Linked DNA regions of Arachis hypogaea: region 2 is linked to region 1. The links are chromatin contacts, called in public Hi-C maps. All regions are on one chromosome and are shown on one strand. The core of a region is the stretch at or near the end of the contact, and the rest is flanking DNA. Distances in the headings are between cores, read along the strand shown. Region 1 has its middle 6.2 kb from the start of LOC112701172. Region 2 holds the start of LOC112701192.

What was found. Hi-C and Micro-C count contacts between places; a contact is called where the count stands out from the background.
Region 2: a contact with region 1 is called in a Hi-C map of leaf, with 2.8 times the contacts expected there. The contact joins the promoter of LOC112701192 here to the enhancer-like site in region 1. A contact is called at or near these places in 4 of 8 Hi-C or Micro-C datasets (all in leaf).

What each region holds. Positions count from the first base shown.
Region 1 is chr1:98,140,758-98,145,219 of arahy.Tifrunner.gnm2.J5K5, forward strand. No RefSeq gene overlaps it. Among protein-coding and RNA genes, the nearest start is that of LOC112701172, 6.2 kb to the left of the region's middle. Within about 2 kb of position 3,119, at least 1 of the 3 cell types and tissues checked has open chromatin away from gene starts, as enhancers often do.
Region 2 is chr1:98,178,162-98,183,112 of arahy.Tifrunner.gnm2.J5K5, forward strand. It overlaps LOC112701192, which reads left to right and starts at 1,810. Exons shown (of 5, transcript XM_025751985.3): 1 at 1,810-2,233; 2 at 2,310-2,954; 3 at 3,041-3,120; 4 at 3,195-3,266; 5 at 3,358-3,700. The coding sequence starts at 1,901. The coding sequence ends at 3,586. It overlaps LOC112701183, which reads right to left. Exons shown (of 6, transcript XM_025751977.3): 3 at 4,703-4,876; 4 at 4,322-4,464; 5 at 4,109-4,219; 6 at 3,659-4,007. The coding sequence ends at 3,932.

The DNA.
Region 1 (4,462 bases), core at 1,869-4,368:
TATTCTTGAACATTAATTTCATCTAAAATACTAAAACAAAATTTAAAATATATAAGAATAATTTGTATACAAATACAAATATTAAGGACAAAGTTAAAATATTACGGATAAAATTGAATAAAATTATAAATATTTTGTATAATAAATTATAAGTATTAAAAACAAAAATATATTTTATCCAAAATTTTAAAAATAATTTATCATTATCTCCAAAACTTCAATCTATAATATGTAAATTAAGGTTACTAGCTTGGAAACGTTAAAGATCCAAATATTTGATATATCTCATATAACTATATTGGAATATGATACAGATTTGACCATTAAAATACCTAAGTATTTATCAAAGAGTAAGATTTTAACTATTTGAAAATAATGCATTTAAAAAGTGTTTTATGAATTAAAGTTTTTTTTAGTCATTAAATAGAAAAGAAAGAAAAAAAAAGAGACAAAATCAAATTAATTGGCTAGGGTCATATCTAAATATATTAAATGTTGAAGCTTACTCCATGGTTGGCTTCAGAAATAGTTGCTTTAGCCATACAATCTGCAACACTATTTGCAGTTCTCTGAATTAAAAGAATAGAGACTCTCCAATTCCAATTCATAACCTCCTGTATATACTTTGTCAAATCCCATTTCGAAATATCCTTACCAAGCATTCTTTGGTTTACCAAAAAAAGAGCTTCTAAACAGTCTGTTTCGCAAATAACCTCACGAAATCCACTCTCCCAAGCAAGAAGTAAACCTCTCCAAATTGCATACAATTCAACAAAAAGAACACTGCACACTTCGACTTTTCCAGTGCAACCTTTCAACCAACATCCATCAGGATTGCGAATGATACAACCAAAATTAGCATATCCAGAAAGAGCAAACCAACTAGCATCACAATTCAATTTAACAGAATGAACTGGAGATGGAACTCAATGCAAACAAAGTGAAGGAGGAGATAGAGATTGATGCATAGCAAAAATAGTGTGAAACTCCCTTACTGAACTACGAATCAAACTCACCACTTTACTAGCACTCCATGAATCATCTATATTAAATAAGTCATACTTTCTGCTTCTCCAAATCCACCAGATGGTCGAAAAGAAAAGAAAAACATCTCCACTCCTTGCACCTCTGTAGAGCCAATCATGTAAATTCGAGTTATCTGAATACAGGCCTAAAAGGTTCCAGACCTCCTTGGCACTAGGGCACTCCCGAAGACAATGAAGAATGGATTCAGAACCATTCTGACACCGATGACAGGTGCTAGATAAAGCTAAACCACGACTCAAACGAAACACTGCCGTAGGAATAGCATTATAAAGACTGAGCCAAATCAAGAACTTGTACTTCTCAAGAATATGTCGTCGCCGTACCCACAACCAATTATCATGCTCATTCCAGTCAAACTTTCTTTTGGCTAGCCAACTGTACCTACTCCTAGCTGAGTAGAGTCTAGAAGATGACACACCCCACAACCAACCCGAACTGTCTCCAGCATTCAAATCCGGATTATAAGCATTCAAACGCTGTTTGACATCTTCTGAAATGATAGAGAAAATATCATGGAGATTCCATTGACCATCTTTCCAAACGTCTCTAATAATTAAATCAGAGTAAGATATATGTACAAAAGAGACATCTTGAGCAATTGGACCCTCAAAACTCCAATTGTTAAACCAAAAAGATTAATCAAGTGACCCAACGCACCAAGAGAAGGCATCCTTAAGGTAGCGTTTGTTTTTGGGGGCAGGACACGGAGACATGGACAATATTTGTTTAAAAAGTGTTTGGAAGCAGAGACATGGACAGTGGACATATTGTCTCCGAGACAGTTTTTTATATTTTTATGTCCACTCTTTCACGAAGGACAATGATGGACACGGGATTTAGAAGAGTGGACACGGACAATTTTATAAATTTTGTTTTCCTTTTTTTCCACTATTACCCCTTCTTATTTTTTCTATTGCGTTGTTCAGAGATACTTTATATGCAAAAACTAATTGTTTTTCATGTAAAAATGGATTTTTTTAAATTAATTTTTTATTTAAAATTAATTTGACTTATTAACTTAAACAAAATTTTTTATTAATCAAACTCAAATTTATTTTTTTTGTTAATCTTAACCATATGTATTCCTACATATTAATAATAAATTTTAAAATAAAATAATTATATTTATAAATTTTATTTTAATATAAATACTAATATATTTTTTTATTAAAATTTTTTGTCTCTTCAAATATTTTTTCAAGTTTCGTCTGTACTCCTACGTACTCTATTTTTTATTAAATTAATTTATATTGATGTAGAAAATTTGGAATCACAGGGTTATTTTAGTCATTTCATATAATATTTTAGTCTTATCCATGTGTATCCAAATATAATACTAGACATTACATTAGTGTCTTGTCCATCGTATCCAAACACAATACACAAAAGATAATTTTTAGTGTCTCCATCTTATTGTCTCCATTTTAATGTCATGTTCTGTCCTGTCTCTAAAAACAAACGCAGCCTAAGAGCACCAAAAGCCTTTGCAATACTCTTCCAAACATAAGAAGCATTGCAAGGGACAGGACCATCTAACACTCCCTCATTCCTCAGGACCATCTAACACTCCCTCGTTCCTCAGATATTTCGTCCTCAATAGAGCAACCCAAGGCTTGTCCTGACAATGAAAAAGTTGTCATACCAATTTACCAAGTAAATATATATTAACACACGTAAGATTTCTAACACCCAGACTACCAAATTTTTTTGAGGTGATCACGGTTCTCTAATAAATTAAACTTTTGATTAGTCATAAAGTTTTTGAATAATTTTTTTAAATTCTTGTCTAAATAAATTTGTTAACTGTATTTTTTTTTAAATGTATAAATAATCTTAAATTATTTGTTTTGCGTATGGTTAAAGTTCTTGTATTTTGTAAAATGAATTAATCTTGTATTCTTATAATATCTCTTTTTTGTTTTTTTTAACCAAAGATGGATTAATTTCCTTTCTTTAGAAAAACAACAGTATCTAAAGAGGGACAAAAAATAACAATTGGGAATTTCCTACTAGGTATGACTCAAATGAAAAAAAAGTCAAAAAGTAAAAACACGTGACTAAAGAGATGAAGGAAACATGAAGATATATGCATAATCCATAGCTTTATCTCAACGGTATTGCACACTGTTTCAGCTCTCTTCTTTACTGTTGAATTTTTTCCTTCAAAAACTTCTCTATTTGGAGCTTTTCAGAATTTCAAGCAAACGACCACAAATTCGAGCAAGCTCGCGACGCCGTCCTGGTTACTGGTGGTGACCCGCAGCCACCACCGCGCAAAATCAAAAGACCCATTTCGAGCAACAGTTCCAACAGTAAAGAAGGAGTTTCAGACCGCTACAGCAAGGCCAGGACAATGGAGATAGTGAATGATTATTTCATTTTTCAGTTTGCATCTTGAGAATGGGGGCGAGGTATAAATCTGCAGTGGATAAGATTTAACAAAGGTAACCTTTCTTAAATAGCTCTCCATATAAATAATTCTAGCTTGATTTGAATTTTTAATCTCCAAATCTGCGTCTAAATTTCCTGATTTTGTAACAAAGGGAGAAGTTGCTTTGTTAGAACATGATAGAGACCAGGGACGGTCTTATATTGGTCTGGGGACAAAAAGGTTACATGTATAATAAAATTCAGTTTTTAATATTATTTAATTAAAATATATTCTTATTTTTTAGGATATATATTTATAATTAAAATTAATTTGAATTTTAAAAACTAAAATTTCTCTAACTTTTTATTTACATCATAGTTAGTTATTATTTTTTTTACGTTTTTTTTTAAGTTGGTTTTCTTCTTTCTTCTATTTTGCTATAATATTTCAATTTATATATGTAGAAGAAAAAGAATTCAAAGTTAGTGCATTTAGAAAAAAATTAATTTCTTACTTATTGTAGCTTTAATAAAATGCAGGTTCGTTTTACGATTTGATAGTAATGAATGGTCGAATATAATTATATACACAAATTAAAATTGTAATTTATTTTTCAATTGTAACACATCTAAAATTATTAAGTTATACAAAAAATATTTTTAAAACACATCTAAAATCATAAATCTAAAATTTAAATTTAAATATTAAAAAATAATTGTAACACGTCTAAAATTATGAAGTTATATAGAAAATATTTTTGAAATACTTCCAAAATCCAAAAATTGTACATACAAAAATAATTTAACATTGCAATATATATTAAAATCTCTTCAAGCCATTTTATTCGATTTTTTATTTTTTTAAAATAAAAAATCTATACAGAATAATAAAAAAAATAATGGTGTCAGAGACCCATCCAAACCTTAAGTAAGTTTTCGGCGTGGACGAACGGTGACGTTGATGCAGACGAACGGCGTCGAAGAGGAGGAAGGTGGCGAGAAGATGAGTGTTAACGAAGGGGAATGTGGCATTGTGAATAAGCAC
Region 2 (4,951 bases), core at 560-3,059, 36 kb after region 1:
AGCCCGCCTTCTTGGTGTTATCATCGTTCTGCTTCTTCGTAGCCATTGAAGCTCAAGCTCTGGGGATGATTGATAAAAATATAACTTTACTTTTTAATGTTTATAGAAATTATATATTTATTCCTCTTATAAAAATATTTAATTACAAAATTATCCTACTTTAGTTAACATATTAACTCTTATTGAGTTAAATTAACTCAAATAAAACTAAGCATCCAATTAAAACATACCACGTCACGAGGGATAATTTACATGTTGAAATAGAGAGGGTTAGGTAGAACTCACCAAAATTTTAATATAGTGGGACCGAATTTTAGATAATATTTTTTATTCCATAAAAATAATTAACATATAGTTATTAGAGTTAGTTTTTTAAAAGATTTATCAATATATATATATAATTATAAATTTTTTCATAATTTTATTTTTAATATGATAATTACATAAAAAATATAACAATATCAATAGTGTATTATAAAATTATAAAATACCAATAATTTATAGCGTGTTTAGTTAAAAATTATCACATATCTTATTAATTAAAATTAATTGTTTAAATTTGAAAATAAATTATAAATTATTAATCATTTAAAAGACACATACCCTTATAGAATACAAGATATAAGATATCTTTATAAATTTTTTTTAAGAACATAAATTTAAAAGAAAAATGAGTATTTTTTACAAGAAAATAATATCTAAAGTACATAATGTGATTACCAAAATATAACTACATAAGTCATTATTAATATAATAATATAAATATTAAATATATTAATATAAAAAATAAATATAGAGATTATTATATAAAAATTAATTTAAAAGGTACAAAGATTTGAGGGTATGATATTAAATTAGTTAAGTAAAAAATATTAGTAAATTAAATAATTAAGACATAAATTAATCACATAGTAAAAAATAATACTTATAAAACTATTAAATTACATAAGATTTTTTATTTTTAAACACATATCTCATATATAAATATAGGTTCTTAAAATTTTGGGGGGCCGAGGCCACTACTCGCCCCCCTCTAAGTCCGTTCCTGTGTATAACAGACTTTAACAGTTAAATTATTTTAAATTTTAGATAACGAATGTTAAAATGAATTATTAATAAAAAATTATACTTTTTCATATAAAAATAATTACTAAAAATTTTATTATTTAATTTTTTATGTATAGATACTTTAGTTTTCTTAGCCAAAGACTTTTGTTAACTTATTATTTTTTTTTCTATAAAAATAGTTTGATTTTATAAATCTTTTATGCCATGCATAATTTATACTATTAGAATAAAGACTATTCTTTTAAAAAATTTATATTACCATAATAACATTACGGATAAAAATACTAATTTATTTAATACTAGATATTGTTATAATGTTTCTTAATATTTTGAGGATATTTTTATCATTATAAAAAATAAATTTATTTTTAATAATATTTTAAAAAAATCCAGTACAATTATAGTAGTTTACCTTACTGCAGAGTTGAATATGTTTCATAGTGGAGTACAATATTAATACTTTATTTATCTTTTTATTTTTTTTTCAAATATGATAAAATATTTTCATTAAGTATCAGTAATAAGAGTCTTCTGTTAAAAAAACAGTTTAGTATAGTTAAGGATAGTAATATTATATTTAAATTTGATTAGAAGTTTTATTATTAGTTTTAACATTTGTATTGAGTGGATCATTTTATTTTACTTCAAATTTAAAAATAGTGTATTGGAGCATGAGAGATGCAAATGTAGATAACGGCTAGTTTGAGCATTTAAGTGACCGTTTTTTATGAGCTGCAAAATATTCAAATTGTAGATTCAGACAAGACTTTTACACAAAGGCATTCATTCATTTTAGCATTTTTGGTGGAGAAGAAGGAAAAAAAAAAAAAGAATGGTGTACTCTTCATATCACTACACACCCAAGTACTACTCTACACTTCAAGACTCCATCACCACACTCTGTAAATCCATTCTTCCTTTCAGCTTCAAGAAACGCTCTCTCCCGCCAACCGAACACAACCTCTCCAAGCTTCAATCTGATAACCTCAAATGGCAGCAGAACTCCTTCCATCAGGTTCTCAACCTCATGGCCCTTCACTCCGAAGGAATTCTCGCTCAATCTGAGGTCACTGCTTTCAGAACTAACTTGCTTGACACCCTCATTGCTTCTCCCCCTCAACAAGAACACCCACTTATTTTGAGAGACAAGTTGCTCTTTCTACAGGTACTCTCTTATCTTACTGCATAACTCTATTATCTTCTTCTTCTCTTGTTTTGTTTCATGTATTGTGTGTTAGCAGGAGCTGCTTTATGCCAAATGCATTTCTGAAGAAGAATACCATTCTTCAAAGAGGCCTTTGCTGCAGAGATTGGCGGTTCAAGGTGCTCATATTGAAGCTACAGATGTCATTGCGGCAAGGCCTAAGGAGAAGGAGGACCCCAAAGAGACGACTTCAGAAGAAGAGTGGTCGGTCATTGACTTAAGAGATGACAAGGACAAAGACAGCTCCGTGAGTTCCAAGAATAAATCAGCTAGGAAGCACATTAAAGGAGCAGCCTCTGTTTTCGGGTTTGGATCTTCTCACAAACATGGCAAGAATGGCATGGAGAAAAGCGTCTTTGAATTACCCTCCCATCCATCCAAGGGTAGTTCAATTCTCATGGAGGAAAGTGGGCCTCCAGAGAAGTTGAAGAGAAAGCCCTTTGTTACTTTGTTCCAAAGGGAGCCAAAAGAGGAACATGGTGGTGGTGAAGCACATCAGATAGCAGGGAAATCAGTGAAGAAGCAATGGGGGTTTGAGGGGTTTAAGAAATGGAAGAGAAGTGAGTTAGATGATGAGAATGAGAGAGAGGCTTGTCAACATCTTGGGGAGGGACCAGACACCAAGTTGATCAAGAAGAAGTTGCATGCTGATGGTTCACCATCTGATTTCTTCATAGACAAGGTTGAGATCTGTGTATTCAAAAGTCAAAACATTCAGCTGGTTTTGATGCATACTAATATACTTTTCTGTGCACTCTTTCTCACTAGGTTTTGGGAGACAAGATCAAGAAGGAGCTCTCTAGAATCCAGACAGAACTCAGCACCACAAACCCAAATCTTAGATTCACGTTAGTATACTATAGTACCATTCTCTCTCCTTCTTTCTAAGTAACTGTTGCTTACCTTTGTTGTGTGAAAACAGGAATGATCAGATTGAAGCAATCTCTACCAAAATACCAGTGGACAAGGCTGAGTTAAAAAATTACTTTCCCAAGTGAGTCAACATTTCAGTTCAGTTCAACTTTTGATGTTATTCCAGACTTTGTGTATCTTACAGTTTCGTCCTTTTCTTGTTTGTATTGAAGATCATGGTGTGACCGATACGGCGATGTCGTGCTGGATGTGGTGAAGAAAGAATTCAAGGAACATGTGGGAGAAATGGAGAACATGCGCAACATTGCGAGAGAGAAACACAGCAGCAACTCAAATCGGTGGACAACGTTTGGCAATGACGAAAACATGCATCCGAATTCAGTTCGCAGCAGTTACATCAATCCATTTTCTCAGGGTTACTCTCAGACCAAGTGGAACTAAGCTGTGATCTGGATCAGCTTCCTCTAGAGTATTAAGTATTGTTATGTCAAGCATGCATAAAAAGACTTGTAATTACTGCTTTAATTATCAATAATCTTATTTTCTTGATATCAATAGAGTTTGCTGCTAACAATTTATGCCACACCTGTTAGGCAAAACTCAAATAAGAATAATAACACAATTTCACAGACAAGGCAATATACAATATGAAAATGTAAGTGGGGGAAGGAATATCACAAAATTGGAATACAAAAATATCTCATTATTTTGCCAGAATAGATAGGTAATCTAAATGGCTATTTTATACATGTCATTTGAATATTTACATCCATATGTACAACAATATCAATGAGATGGCACTGAGTTGGCAGAAGACTCCGTGAACCCTCCACAAACATTGCCACGACAAAGAGGGCATACGCTGTAAAAGGATGAAGCAGAGAAAATGGTTGTTGGTTACAAAATGAACGAGGAAGAATGAAATAAGGAAGAATGATGAGTTTTTGGTTGTAATGACCATACCCATGTATTTCTTTAAGCCACTTATCAACGCACGACATGTGATACTCATGGTTGCAAGGAAGAACTCGAATTTGGTCCCCTTCTTCATACTCCGCCAAACATATGTAACATCTGCCAAAATGATTAGTAAGCATAAGTATAACCACATTAAGAACACATAGACCTGCTTAATAACATTTTGGCTAAAGCTAATTGGAGTTGAAAGAGACTTACTGTTCAGCATCACTGCCACCGTCAGCTGCATCGACCTTTTTGTGAGACTTAAGAGGGAAAGAGTCGACAACTGATTCAGGTGCGGGAAGAGAAACCATGGATAGGGAAAGCGATACAGGTTGCCGATGGATTTCATCTAAAACCTGATGAGGCAAAAAATATGGTTCTAGTTAAATAGGTCTTGGTCCACATAGTCAAATAATCTAATTTATCATAAACATGAGTACATGACTCCAAGAAAATGGAAACAAGCTTATTTGGAAATTATGTAGGTATAGATAACCGTTTGATAAACCAATAAGAACATATGACAATGATAGAAAGCCAAGACAAATTAAATCAAAGAAAAAACAAATGAATGAGTTCAGTAAAGGCTTGAACCTCAAACAGAGCTTCAGCCAGCATGACAATTCTTGAAATACTTGCTCGAGTGCTAGATTCTTCAGCTGTTGGTAAAGACTCACATGAGCACATACCATCTGCATGAAGTCCTGATGGACATGAAGAATTCAAACGACCAAAATCATCAAGGCCACCTCGAAGCCTTTCCCAGATCTATAAAAATAGAGAGAACAGCTTAAGTTAGATAAAAGGGATCACAAACCTAGTTATCACATGCAAGATGCAACT